2 separate regions of the Bos taurus genome follow, and region 1 is linked to region 2. The links are chromatin contacts, called in public Hi-C maps. All regions are on one chromosome and are shown on one strand. The core of a region is the stretch at or near the end of the contact, and the rest is flanking DNA. Distances in the headings are between cores, read along the strand shown. Region 1 holds the start of TAF8 (TATA-box binding protein associated factor 8). Region 2 holds the start of FRS3 (fibroblast growth factor receptor substrate 3).

Region 1 (6,803 bases), core at 3,953-6,452, 200 kb before region 2:
CCCAACCCTCCTTTTCTCAAAATAAACGCTGGACCTCAGTGTTCTATGCAACAGGCACTTTGTACTTCTACCAATAAAAGGCGTTCAATGGCTTGAGGACCTGAAAGGGTACCCCTGCCCCCAACCTCTGCTTAACCTGGGATGACATTCCCATGTACAATAATCTGCCCGCGTGCCTCTCAGGTAGGTGAGTTGGTGGCTGTGACAAGTTAACTAGGTAAACGAGAGGCCTGAGGAACTAAGCAAGTTAGGTGGGCTACTCGCTCTTTTCAAGAACCCAAGTGACAAAGACAAACACTGAGCCAGGGAAAGTTAAGTGAGGAGGGGATTAAAACGGCACCTTCCACTGCTGCCGTGAGAGATTCCTAAAAAGATGCCAGCCTGAAAAGAGTGATGAAACAAAAACAAACTAGTGAATTCTTGCCAGGTTCCATAAACCCAAACTAGTTACTCCAACTCAGTTTATGGTGCTCAGTGTATCGAAGGCAGAGATCATCAAACTTTTTCTATAAAGGGACAAAAAGTAAATATTTTAGGTTTCGCAAGTCATGCAGTCTGTCACAACTACTGAACCCTGCCATTACAGCAAGAAAGCAACCATAGGTAATAAGTAAATGTGGCTGTGTACCCACAAAGGTTTATTTACAAAAATAGGTGGTGGGCCACAGTACCCATAGTTTACTGACTCTTGATCTAAGCAGGAACAAGAACTCTCATATTTCTCAAGTAGCATCGAGATGAATTTCACAACCTAATTCCATCGGCCCAAATCAAGATTACACTGTAGGTAGCCCCAAATAATGGAAAGGAGCCTGCAGTGAGGCAGTAGCTATAACCAGTCCCTGCCCTATTCAATTACTTCACTCTACCAGCATTAATTGAGCACTATCGGATATCTTGGTTCACAGTCACTTACGGGCGGTGATGACCATCCTCTGAGACCGTTTTGCATACGCAGGGAGAGTGTCCACATTGAAACCTAAGACACAGGAAAACAAAAATCACTGCCTAGGCCACTAAACATGGAAGGGGAAGTAATGCTGCGGTGAAATAGTTTAAACCCCCGACTTTGCTGCCACTCAAAGGAAGCTCCAACAGAGTCCCCCAGAGGAGTTAAGAGGTCTCTTACAGGGGTTCAGAGGAACCCTCTTGTGATAACTGTTAACCTGAAAGCAAACCAGAGACTCACGAGGAGATTCAAGGACATTCAGCAGACCAGCCTGCCTCCTGGGGACTCCTCTCTCTCTCTCATGTTCCCAACTCAGCTGCACCAAAGAAATGGAAACTGGAGATGTACTCACCCATCTCGACAAGGGTGACCACAATATCTGACAGTGTGGGCTGGGTCCTGGCTGTGTGCTCACAGTAAGACTTGGCACTCCTTCCAATTTCTGAAATGTCTAAGGAAGGATCAAAAGCAGAAAGTCTTGTTCTCAGTTCCCAAATGGTTAAACACAGAACGATCATATGAGCCAGCAACTCCACTCTTAGGTATATACCCAAGTGAAAGGAAAACAGGGACTCAAACAGACACTTGCGTCTGCATGTTTACAGCAGCACTGTTCACAGCAGCCAAAGGGAGAGACAACCCAACGTCCATCCACAGAGGAACAGATCCAGAAAATGTAGTCTATACCTTTAACGGAGTATTACTCAGCCTTCAAAAGGAATGGCATTCTGATATAAGATACATGAATGAACTTTTTGGTTTTTTTCTTAACTTTGTATTTTATATTGGAGTATAGCCAATGCAATTAACAATATTGTGACAGTTTCAGGTAGACAGCAAAGGGACTCAGTCATAATATACATGTATCTATTCTCCTCTAAACTCCCTCCCATCTAGGTTTCCTGTGTTTTTATAAAATATTTATTTACTTATTAATTTTTAAATTGTTGGCTGTGCTGGGTCTTTGTCGCTGCCCAGAGGCTTTCTCTAGTTGCAGAGAGTGAGGGCTGCTCTTCCCTGTGGAGCGCGGGCTTCTCACTGTGGTGGCCTGTCTTATTGTGGAGCACGTGCTCTAGAGCTCACAGCCTTAGCTGCCCCATGGTATGTGGAATCTTCTTGAACCAGGGATTGAACCCGTGTCCCCTGCATTGCAAGGCAGATTCTTAACCACTGGACCACCAGAGAAGCCCATGAATGAACTTGGAAAACATCCTGCTAAGTGAAATAAGCCAACCAGTCAAACATTTTAAGATTCCACTTACATGAGGTATATAGAAAAAAAGAAAATCCATAGGGACAAAAATTAGATTAGAGGTTACCAGGAGCTGGGAAGAAGGAGGGATAGGGGGCTGTTGTTCATGGCTACAGAGTTACTGTTCAGAACCATGAAAAAGTAAAGTTCTGAAAATGGACAGTGCTGATGGCTGACACCACTGTGACTATATTTAACACTACTGAATGCTTAAAAGTAATTAAAATCGTAATTTTATGGTATGTATATTGTGCCATCAAAAAAATAAATAAATAAAGGTCTTATTATTTGGGTGTCAGTTTTTTTTTTCTTTTACCTGAAGCTGAAACCTCTTTTTCAGTCACTCAGAAGTCCCTCAGGGGAAAGGGGAAACAGGAGGCTAGGCTCCATGAATGGGCTTCAGAGGTGGATGAGCAGTTTCAGGAAAATTCTGAAATTGTGCTCCATTTTACACAAACACAAAAAGCCTGTGGACTTAAGTATTTTCATAATAAAATGAGACATTCTTTGACTTTTTCCACTCTCACTCTCTGTCATGTTTTCCAGAGGCTATGTCACCTGTGATGACATCATGGCTTTGCTGGCTAATGGAATGTGTCCATGTGCATCCTTGTTTTAGGATGTTCTCAATTTCATTTTCTAATGTGGCAAAATCTCTCTATATATAAAGCCCATGTTGATATTTCCCTCGTGGTCCAGTGGTTAAGAATCCACCTGCCAATGCAGGGGATACAAGTTCAATCCTTGGTCTAGGAAAATTCCACATGCCGCAGGGCAAGTCAGTCCATGTACCACAGCTACCGAGTCCACACTCTGCAACGACTAAAGCCCATGCACCCTGGGGCCTGTGATCTGCAACAAGAGAAGCCACTGCAATGAGAAGCCTATGCACGGCAACTAGAGTAGCCCCTGCTCGCTGCATCTGCAGGAAGCCTGCACGCAGCAACAAAGACCTAGAGCAGCCCCTGCCTCCAAAAGAGCTTAATTAAAAAAAAAAAAAAGGGAGAATATTATATAAAAAAAAGCCCATGTATACAAAATTCCTTAGGACCCTCAATATTTAAGAATCTAAAGGAGTTTGAGATAGCTGCTTTAGGAAAACATTTGGTATTTTGAAGTCCCAAACATCAGCTGCAGAGTCATCTCACCCCAGATCACACCCTTCCTGGAGCAGCCCACATCCATGACTGATCAAGACTACAAAGGCAGGGCTTTGGGGGCCTACTGTCAGAAACTCTGATGGGCAATAATCCCTCCAGGGTTCCCTGCTGAGCTGGCCAATTCTTTGTTTGAACTTTTCCCTCTCTACCTAAACCTTTCTCTCACTTCCATTCACAGGGCTGATTCCTCCCAAAACACCTTAATGCCCCATCCCTCATCTCATCCTTCCCTTCCCTACCCAAGGCCCAAAGAGGGAAATACATTGATTATGCACAACCCTGTGTGAGACCATTCCAGGCTCCTAAATCTTAAGATACTTTCTTTTAAAAGCAGTGGTGGGTTTTTTTTTTTTTTCCATTTTGTAAAACTTATCCTCCCTCACTCTTTGTATCACATAATATAGCATTTGATTATATAATGTGTGGCATCTATTTCATGGGACTTAATCCTGACTCTCCAATAAAAGTGCAAATTCTTTGAGCATAGAGAACAAACAGTAATAATAATACCACCTACAAGTCATTGAGGGCTTACATTTTCAGCTTTGACTGTTTTACATATATATCTCACTTATACTCAAAAGTCCAAAATGTGCAAATTATTACCCCTTTTCACACATAAGGAAATTGAGGTTCAGGAAGTTTAGTGGTTGACCCAAGCTATTAAGTGGCAGAGTGAGAACTTACACCCAGGTCTATCTTATTCTAAAGCCTGTTAGTCGCTTAACAGTGTCCTTCCTTTTCTTAAACCTTTTCAACGCTATCATGATGCAGGACACAGAACAGATGTTTGACTGGAAGAAGGCCTACTGTTTCCTATCGTTTCCTGGTACTTACAGCTCTGCAGCATCTCTGTCAATGTTTCCACAGATGCTTTCTCAGCACTCTCAAACCCTGCCTCTGTCAGCAGGGAGCTCACAACCACTTGCAGGGTTCGCCTCCGGGCCAGATGGTAGTTATCAGCAGGGTTAGTGGACTGTTTACTTCCTGATCTCTGTGAATCAGCAGCCCAGAAACAGAGAACATTTTTATTCACTGGACAATGATGCAATTAGAGCTCACATACTGTCACTGGCAAGCAAAGGTTCTTTTGCTAAATACTTACAGGTACTTTGGATTTATAGCTCTTGGCCAAATGAACAGTAACTGAGCATCCTAGGGGCTCTAAATTCGGAGACAAACTTTCTGCCTACCTAACACTTAACAATTCCATAACACAAAGCGGCTGTTTTTTCTATTTTAGCAGATTTTCAGAATATATAGCTGAAAAAACATGCATGATGGGATTGGAACTCGTGCCCATCTCCCAGAAAAAAAGTGATCTCTGTTTCTCGTTCTTCCCATCTCCACACCATTTCACTAACGAGGAGAGTCAAAGCAACAAACAACACATGATGCTGAGAAGACGACAGAAAAAGTAGGAAACCTAAATTATTTTGAAATGGGAATCCCTCCCAACTTTAGCGGGCCAATAAGAAGGCGAAAACGGCCTCACTGGACCAATCAGGAGCTGTTCCGGGTTCCCAACCCCTCCCCCTCCAACAAAGAACGGGCCAATCAGTACACAGGTCCACCGACTCCGGAGGCCGCTGCCAAGTCTCGAGAATGGCGCGGGGGGGGGAGATGGAGAGTCACGTACGGCCTGAAAGACCCTCCTCCACGTAGGGTTCAGGGTGGGGCTGGGTTTCTGGGTATGGGTTCGTAGCCAGGGTAAGGGGAAAGTTGCCGAATGCTCCGACTCTCTCGGCTCCGGCCCAGCGACTGCCTCCCGCCCTTACCGTTCCGGAGCCCGCAGCCCCGGCAGTGGCCGCCGCGTCGGCCATCTTGCCCTGGCGTAATGTGCGCGAGTGCGGGGCACGACGGGACTTGTAGTTAAGGGGCGGGGCGGGGAGGGGCGGGAGCCAGGGGGCGGGGCGGGGAGGGGCGGGAGCCAGGGGGCGGGGAGGGGCGGGAGCCAGGGGGCGGGGAGGGGCGGGCGGGAGCCAGGGGGCGGGGAGGGGCGGGAGCCAGGGGGCGGGGAGGGGCGGGAGCCAGGGGGCGGGGAGGGGCGAGAGCCAGGGGGCGGGGAGGGGCGAGAGCCAGGGGGCGGGGAGGGGCGAGAGCCAGGGGGCGGGGCGACGCGCGCCCAGCGGAGCTTTCCGAGGCCTTGCGAGGTCCGCAAGGTGACCTCCCCCACCCCCACCCCCACCCCGGCTCACGTGACCTTTTGTGAGCGGTGGGTTCAGTGAGACCCGGAAGTTTGCCCCGGAAAATGAGCCCAAGGTTTCACACCTGTTTTTAAATGAAATCGCTTTTTCATGAAAAGCACATCTCTGGGACGCCCCGAACTTTCCTGGATGGTTGTGTGGGATCCCGCTGGGTCCCCATGATTTGCAGTCTAGGAGAGGGGCCTGGGAATCTGTATTCTTAAGTATCCAGGTGATTCTCCTGAGAGGGAAATCTGAAGGGAAACCCTGTTTTGTGCTGGGGTCCCAGGAGCCCCATTTGGAACTAGAGCTTCACAGCCATCCAGTTCCGGTGTTCCGGTGCATCACGCTGCCCTCTCGCCCTTTGTGAATCTGCAGGTGTTTGCGGGTGAGCCTGAAGGCGCTGCTGGCTGGAGGCTGTCGCTGGCCCGTCTCCCTCCCAGGCCGTTGCGTCCACGCGGTGCCTGTGGTTATCTGTGGTTCGCTCGCGGGTCAGCCTCCTCAGGATGGGGGGGAGGGTCTTCCGTGCACCCCTGTTTGCGAGTGTCTGGCAGGACGCAGAGGTTGGATTTGAACCCCAGAACTCGCCAGCTCTGGGTCTTCGGATACATTGCCTGACTTCACTGTGCCTCAGTTTCCTCTCTTGTAAAACTAGTATGGAATGAGATGGATGGGGGTTGGGGGTGAGCTAATACAGACGAAGGGTCTATGATTGTGCAGGCGTAGAGTAAGAGGTCAAGAAACAACGCCTAATGTTGTTTATTTCCTGCGTGGCGAACGGATGAGTGGAAAATGCTCAGAGGCCGATGTCTGGAAACCTGCGCCGCGCCTGCCCGCCGGGAGCACCTGTGCCTGGGGGGCACCCCCATCACCCCCTCACCTGGGGCGCGTGGGACGCGTGGGGCGGGGTCTGAGGGTCAGGGTCGCGGCGCCTGGCGAGCCGCCGGGAGGAGTCGGGGCCCAAACCTTCGCAGAGCGGAGCACCCAGCCCCTTTGTCTCCCCCGCCCCCTCTTCCCCACTTCCTGCCCAGCTTTAAACTCGGGATTGGCGGCTAGGCGCCGACTTTGTAAACACGCCGCGTCTGCGGCGGCGGAGGCTGGTTCTGTTTGGGCGCCTGGGGGAGGGGTGCACGCCCCTCCCCAAGGCTGGAGGTGGCGACCCCCCCACACACACACACCTCCCCAGACAGAAGCCAGAGGCGGCGGGAGAGAGTGTGTGCGGCCACGGTCGATGCTCCGGGGGGCTCACCTGCCGA
Region 2 (6,762 bases), core at 432-2,931:
CTTTCCTGTGGAAAGCAACCAGGATGGGCTGTTCACACCCAGGGCCAGGAGGGGACTGAGACCCTCTTTTCCAGGTTCTGCTGCTGCTGCTGCTGCTGCTAAGTTGCTTCAGTCGTGTCCGACTCTGTGCGACCCCATAGACGGCAGCCCACCAGGCTCCGCCATCCCTGGGATTCTCCAGGCAAGAACATTGGAGTGGGTTGCCATTTCCTTCTCCAATGCATGAAAGTGAAAAGTGAAAGGGAAGTTGCTCAGTCGTGTCCGACTCTTCGCGACCCCATGGACTGCAGCCCACCAGGCTCCTCCGTCTAGTTTGCATGAAACCGTCTCACACAGGACCAACGCTCAGAAATCAGTCCTCACTCCTCACGCCTCACCCCTGGACTGGATAACTGCACGTTCACTTAGCACTGGACTCCATCTTACTAACATGCTGGATTCCTTCCAGAATTCTCCTCCCCCCCTTACAAATAATACAAGACTGAACCCCCTCCCAGTCGGGCGCAGGTGTAAACGGGCTCAGGAGTTCTACTTTCCTGAAAGGCAGAGGCTAGGGATTGGGAAGTTGGGGGGTGGGGTGTAAGGGATGAAAGATTTCCCGGACAGAGAGAGGAAGAAAGGTTCGAGAAGTTTCTGGTACTGCCAAGTGCCCTCTTGACAGATCCCCAAGTTTTTTCTTGGGTTTCTCGGGGCCCACCTCCGAAGCGGGACGCGGTGTGGTTCCCGAGTCAGTTGGGGTTCCCAGTCCGGCTGCTGGAGTTTAGGAGAGGGGACGGGAGTCCGCTGGGGTCTCACCTTGCAGAGCGCCGGTCTCTGGGCGGTTCTGCACAGACGCCGCTGTCGGGCCCCTCACCCAGTCTCCACCTCCAGATCTAGGCGCCCGCCTCTGCCCGCCCCCGGGAGCTCGGCCCTTCCTCTCCCAGCACCCCCCTCCCCGCCCGGCGGGCCCCGTCCGCCTCTCCCGGGCTGGTAGGGCCCGACGGCTCGGGGAGGGGCCTAGAGCTGCTAAGTGAAGGAAAGCATTTGAGGGATATCGGGTGAAAACGGTGCAGGCTCCACTGCCCCCACGCCCGTGGGCTTAGTCCTGGGACCGCATCTCTGCGGGCGCTGAGCAGACACCCAGGAGCCATCGTTATGCCGGGTCCTCAAGCACTCGCTGAACAGAACGCCTTTCGAAGCCTGCAGGTCCCCCCAGACCTTCCTTCTGGTCTCCTAGACCCGTCCTTGTCTGTGTGTCCCTACCCCCACCTAATTCCCTCCCCCTTGTCCCCAGCCCCTTTCTGGGGGTCCCTTGTACCACCCTTCCCCTTTCCATCCCTTCAAGTTCCTCCCCCATCTTTCGTGTTTCTCCCCGGTCCCGCCCCGGCTCGGGTCCTTTTTCTTATCCCGGGAGTGGAAACCTTTGGTTCCCTCAGCCCCGCCCTTAGCCCCGCCCCCACCCCAGGCTCCGCCCCGTCCCCGCTAGGCGAGCTCTGCCGCTGGCCCGGAGCGCCCTCTGGTGTCTGCGCATGCTCCCTGCTCGCTGCTGCAAAGTCCTCCAAAGGGACCTTCTAGGCTGCGCGCCGGTCGCCCCCGATCGGGTCCGCCTGCCCGCAGCGTCTCGTTGGTGCAGCCGGTGACCTCCGACCCCGCCGCTGCCGGGTGGGGAGGCCTTAGCTCCGGGCGGGCGGCGGCTGCTGCAGTGGGACCCGGGAGCGGGGCCCGGCGCAGCCCGGGCCGTGGGGCGATGTGAGTCGGGGTGCGGCTGGGCGGGGACGAAGCGGCTCCACCGAGGCCGCACCGCGCTTCGCCGCAGTCTCCGCTCCCTCCCGAGGAAGTCCCGGGAGGGCGGGCGGTGGAGCCCCGGGGCTGGGGGCGGGCATTAGGGACTACGCGCGGCCCTGACCTTCCCTATTCCTTCCCGGCATCTAGAAATTCCCGTCAATTCTGTTACCTAAATCTGCCTCTGACCTCCCACAACCACCCCATCCCCACCCCCGACACACCTTCGCGTGTCCTGGAGTCCCGAGAACCCCTGTCTCCTGCAAATTCCCCTGCTACGCCCCCAGAACCACCATTCTCTCTGGGATGAACCCAGATGCTTCCACCGTCCTGAAATTCCTCCAAGTCTTCAGGCTTCTCCATTCTCCTTGCACCGTGCTCAAATCCAAAGCATTTGTCCACCTTTCCCCAATCCCTTTCACACGTTTTGAGTCCCCATAACCTCAAACTCCTACACCCAGTCCACACCTGTCTCAGAGCAGAGCCTTCTCCTCCTGTCACCCGATGTCACCCCCTTAGCTGGGCTGTCATATGTCCTGGTATCTTTAAGAGCAGTGAAGGAAACAGGAAAAGATACAGCGCCCTCACCGATCTTGCACCCTGCAGTTCTTGGCTTCACCCCCAGACTCCCTGTTGGTGGCTCAAGCCCCAGTATTTACCCAGCTGCCCGTCTTTACCCAGCTGTGCACATCTTCCTCAGCCCACTGCCCCTTCCAGAGAGTAAGCCAGACAGAGGGCAGGGGTCCTTTTACCTGGAAAGTACCCAAAAATGGGGAGCACCTGGGGCCCTGGGAAATGACCTTGTTTTTCCAGGAGAGTGGGATTTCAAGGATCTCCAGGGTCCTGGCTTGTTGACTTGTCCACCTAGGGCTCAGATTACTGAAATTTTGGTTGATAGCATTTATGTTAAGTTATAGGCCTTTTGGAGCTTGGAGAACAGAAAGTCTATCAAGGTTGCAAATGTGAGATTGAAGGAGCTTGTCCTAGAAGAGGAAAATGTTGATTTTAGTGGTGTTTGTCCTATGTACTTACTTCTAGACGTGAAGCTCCATAGTTTACAGCTGTTTCTCGTAAAAACTGGAAAGCTGTTTCCCTTAAAGGCGTTGGGGTGGGAGTTGTGGGTGGCGATGGAGGATCTGCTTGGCACACTCTCTGTGATACTTAGCAGCAACATAAAAACTAGAATATTGGTTTCCTGAATCTTAAGCCATTGCTCTTTCCAATACATCTTCATGTCTTCTTGAGAGATCTCTCTGTAGAGTTCAAGTTCTCTGCAAAGGTAAGGTGATGATCTTGGTATTGGTTGTAACAGGATTCAGAGGAGGTCTAGAAGTGACTTAAAATGTTCTGGCCTGTCTCGGACTTCAAAGTCACTGTTTCCAGGGGAGTCTTTCCCTCTCAGGGCCTACGGGGCTTAGAATTTGTGGTCCCTTTGGCCTTGATCTTTCTTCATTGGCATTTATATACCATTAGAGCCTGGAACGGATATCCCAGTGGGATGGACTGACAGCAAGTCATTTTCATTAACCATTGATGGGTGAGGATAGAAGTTTTCCACTAACCTGTGGTCTCTGTCTCCTATGCTAGGTGAGCCCCAGGTGTGTCACAGGGAGATCCAGGTGACTTCTCTGCAGACTGCTTGCCATGCCACCCCACCAAGAACAGGGGGAATAAAGTGGGGGTCCTTCCCCATGCCCCTCCCATGGTCAGCTCTCCGATGGCCTGGGTGAGGTGAGACCTGTGTATAGGAGCCACTTTTCTGGAATTTCCCAAGTTGGGAGGAATTGAGGGTGCAGGTCAGGATTGTTCAAGACTTTACACTTTCAATGGGAGTTCTAGAAGGTATCTAGTCCCACCGATTGATTTCTTGCAGCAAGTTGCAAACCCATAATTTCTGGTTGGGATTGGTCCATGGGTTTGCTTGGTCCCTTAGGTCACTGTAGCCTGGTGGTGTCATCTCCATTCCAGCCACAGGCCCAAATGTGGTGACATCTAATTTGAGTGCCACAATCTGGGAGGGAAAAGCCAGATAGTAAGGCCTCTGGTCTCCCGTTTGGACAAAGGGAAATAAACCGAGTGTTTGTTTTTTTAATGAAGAAATGCCTACTCAAGGTTATGAAAATAGTGCTCTGTTTTCAATTTCAATTGCCTGAATATATCTCTTAACCATAACATAACATCTCATTTGAAGAGAACATCAAAAATAAATTTGAGATAGATGTTATAACCTCAGATATGCAGATGACGCCACCCTTATGGCAGAAAACGAAGAGGAACTAAAGAGCCTCTTGATGAAAGTGAAAGAGGAAAGTGGAAAAGCTGGCTTAAAACTCAACATTCAAAAAACTAAGATCATGGCATCCAGTCCCATCACTTCATGGCAAATAGATGGGGAAACAGTGAAAACAGTGACAGACTTTATTTTCTTAGGCTCCAAAATCACTGCAGATAGTGACTGCAGCCATGAAATTAAAAGATGCTTGCTCCTTGGAAGAAAAGTCATGACCAACCTAGATAGCATATTAAAAAGCAGAGACATTACTTTGCCAACAAAGGTCCATCTAGTCAAAGCTATGCTTTTTCCAGTAGTAATGTATGGATGTGAGAGTTGGATCATAAAGAAAGCTGAGCACCGAAGAACTGATGCTTTTGAACTGTGGTGTTGGAGAAGACTCTTGAGAGTCCCTTGGACTGCAAGGAGATCAAACCAGTCAATCCTAAAGGATATCAACCCTGAATATTCATTGGAAGGACTGAAGCTGAAGCTCCAGTACTTTGGCCACCTGATGCAAAGAACTAACTCATTGGGAAAGACCCTGATGCTGGGAAAGATTGAAGGCAGGAGGAGAAGGGGACGACAGAGGAAAAGATGTTTGGATGCCATCACTGACTCAATGGACATGAGTTTGAGCAAGCTCTGGGGGTTGGTGATGGACAGGAAAGCCTGGCATGCTGCAGTCCATGGGGTCACAAAGAGTCAGACACAACTGAGCAACTGAACTGAACTGAACTGAGATGTTGGGGTTGTGGTAAGAAAGGAAAAGAGAGGATCTGAGTGAGGTAGGACAGGAGGAACAGGAGAAAGTTCTAGGCCAAAGTGTCTGGGACTCCCCACCTGCAGTTTCTTTGCTGAATCTGGATGAGGCCCCCGGCTGGCACTCAGCTCCTGATGCAGATCTGTTCCTCTAGGTCCCTCCTTTTAGCCATGTTTTTTATGCTGCCCAGGCTGCCCTTCCCTATCATACTGTCAGTCAGAATCCTACATACTTCTCAAGGTCCAGGTCAAGCATTACCCCTGAGAAGCTCTCTCCATCCCCCCATCAGCATTAATCCTTAACACATCCTAACTCGAGTTAATGTTTATCCAGTGTGTGTCTGGCCCTGGATTGAGAGTGTGAATTCCTTGAGGAAGGGACTGTGTGAGTCTTGGACAGAGTAGGTGATCACAGCGGGGTGGTTCTGCCCGAGTTCCCCAGAGTGGGGCTTTGGGGAGCTGGCTTTGATGACCTTACTGTCCTTTGTGTTTTTCCCTAGGGCAGGCAGGCTGCTCTGACACCATGGGGAGCTGCTGCAGCTGCCTGAACCGAGACAGCGTCTCAGACAACCACCCCACCAAGTTCAAGGTACCCACAGCCCCCTCCTTTCCCGCGTACCCAGAATGGCCTCCTGGGTTCTGCCCAAGCTGTCGAGTTGCCTGCCTAGAGAAGGTGAAATGACCTGCTGAGCCTGTGGCCTTTTTTAAGACTTATTAAGAATTCTCAAGCTCAGGATCTCTGAGCAGGCCCAAGGAAAACAGGCTCAGTCCACTGCCGTTTTTGCAGCTCTTAGTCTTGCTAAGAATGAAGAAATGCTGAGAGTAGTAAAGATTGTGCTTTCATCACGACCGACGTTCACTCCCGTCAGTGTGTCTTTAAACAACGAAAGTCTGCATTGTTAAGTTTGCTGCTTGCTTTGGGAGGCTAAGGCCAGGCCCAGTGGACCTGTGTACACCGCCCACTCCTTCCACTTCCTGTAGGGGGCGCCTCCTCCTCACCCGTGCATCTTGAAGCCCAGGTTTCTCCCGCTCACCAGAAGAGGGAGCCCTCAGCAAGGTCCTCCATTGGGAGAGGGGGTGGAGGCCTTTATATTTGTTCTGCTTGAATTTGACTCTCCCAGGGTCTTAGGATTTTGAATTCACGATGAAACCTTTTCTTGCATTAATATCTGGTCCTTGGATACTAGCCATGGACCGTTTGGGGTCATCTAACCTTGGATGTCTAACTATCTGACATTAGGGGTCAACTCACCACCCCTCCCTGCACTGCCCAAATGACAGAACTAAAGCCTAGAGAATTGTCTTGGGTCACTGACACTGCCTCATCCGTGTCCCAGTAATCGTGTGGCGTTCCTAGTGGCTCACGGACCGACACACACTTGAGGGACTCAGTCATTGACCCCTCTGTCCTGTGCGCCTGCCAGGTGACGAATGTGGATGATGAGGGGGTGGAGCTGGGCTCCGGAGTGATGGAGCTGACCCAGAGTGAGCTGGTGCTGCACCTGCATCGGCGCGAGGCCGTCCGCTGGCCTTACCTCTGCCTGAGGCGCTATGGCTACGACTCCAACCTCTTCTCTTTTGAGAGTGGCCGGCGGTGTCAGACTGGCCAGGGTGAGTACCAGCCCCTGCCCCACGCTGGGATGGGGACTTGTCCACGGGAAACAGGTTCTGCGGCCGGAAGTCGCAGCTGGAGGGTCAGTAGGGAAGTCCATTGACTCGGCAGGTGTTGCCCAAAGAAGGGGAGGGTCATGGCCAAGGGTGCACAGGAGTAAGTGGACTCCCATGCCGGTGCTTCTTCTCTTCAGTCACTGCAGCTCCAGCCTGGGTGGCTTTGTGGGGTCGTTTGTTGCACAACCCATGGGAAGCAGGCAGTGGTCCCAGGCAGAGCCTGCATGGGAAATCAAGCAGTTCCTCCTCCCTTTATTACTCTAGTTTCAGGGTCCCTGTTGCCCCCTCAGTAAGAGCAA

What was found. A called contact is a pair of places that touch in the nucleus more often than the background predicts.
Region 1: a Hi-C map of skeletal muscle shows a contact between it and region 2, with 7 times the contacts expected there. The contact joins the promoter of TAF8 here to the promoter of FRS3 in region 2. A contact is called at or near these places in 5 of 11 Hi-C or Micro-C datasets (8-cell embryo, liver, skeletal muscle and 2 more).

What each region holds. Positions count from the first base shown.
Region 1 is chr23:15,793,047-15,799,849 of ARS-UCD2.0, reverse strand. It overlaps TAF8 (TATA-box binding protein associated factor 8), which reads right to left and starts at 5,202. Exons shown (of 9, transcript NM_001101200.2): 1 at 5,140-5,202; 2 at 4,199-4,355; 3 at 1,302-1,400; 4 at 917-979. The coding sequence starts at 5,184. It also overlaps a transcript of CCND3 not described here.
Region 2 is chr23:15,587,907-15,594,668 of ARS-UCD2.0, reverse strand. It overlaps FRS3 (fibroblast growth factor receptor substrate 3), which reads left to right and starts at 1,681. Exons shown (of 7, transcript NM_001098918.2): 1 at 1,681-1,728; 2 at 3,349-3,487; 3 at 5,296-5,384; 4 at 6,220-6,406. The coding sequence starts at 5,319. It overlaps PRICKLE4 (prickle planar cell polarity protein 4), which reads right to left and starts at 851. Exons shown (of 7, transcript XM_059880569.1): 1 at 796-851.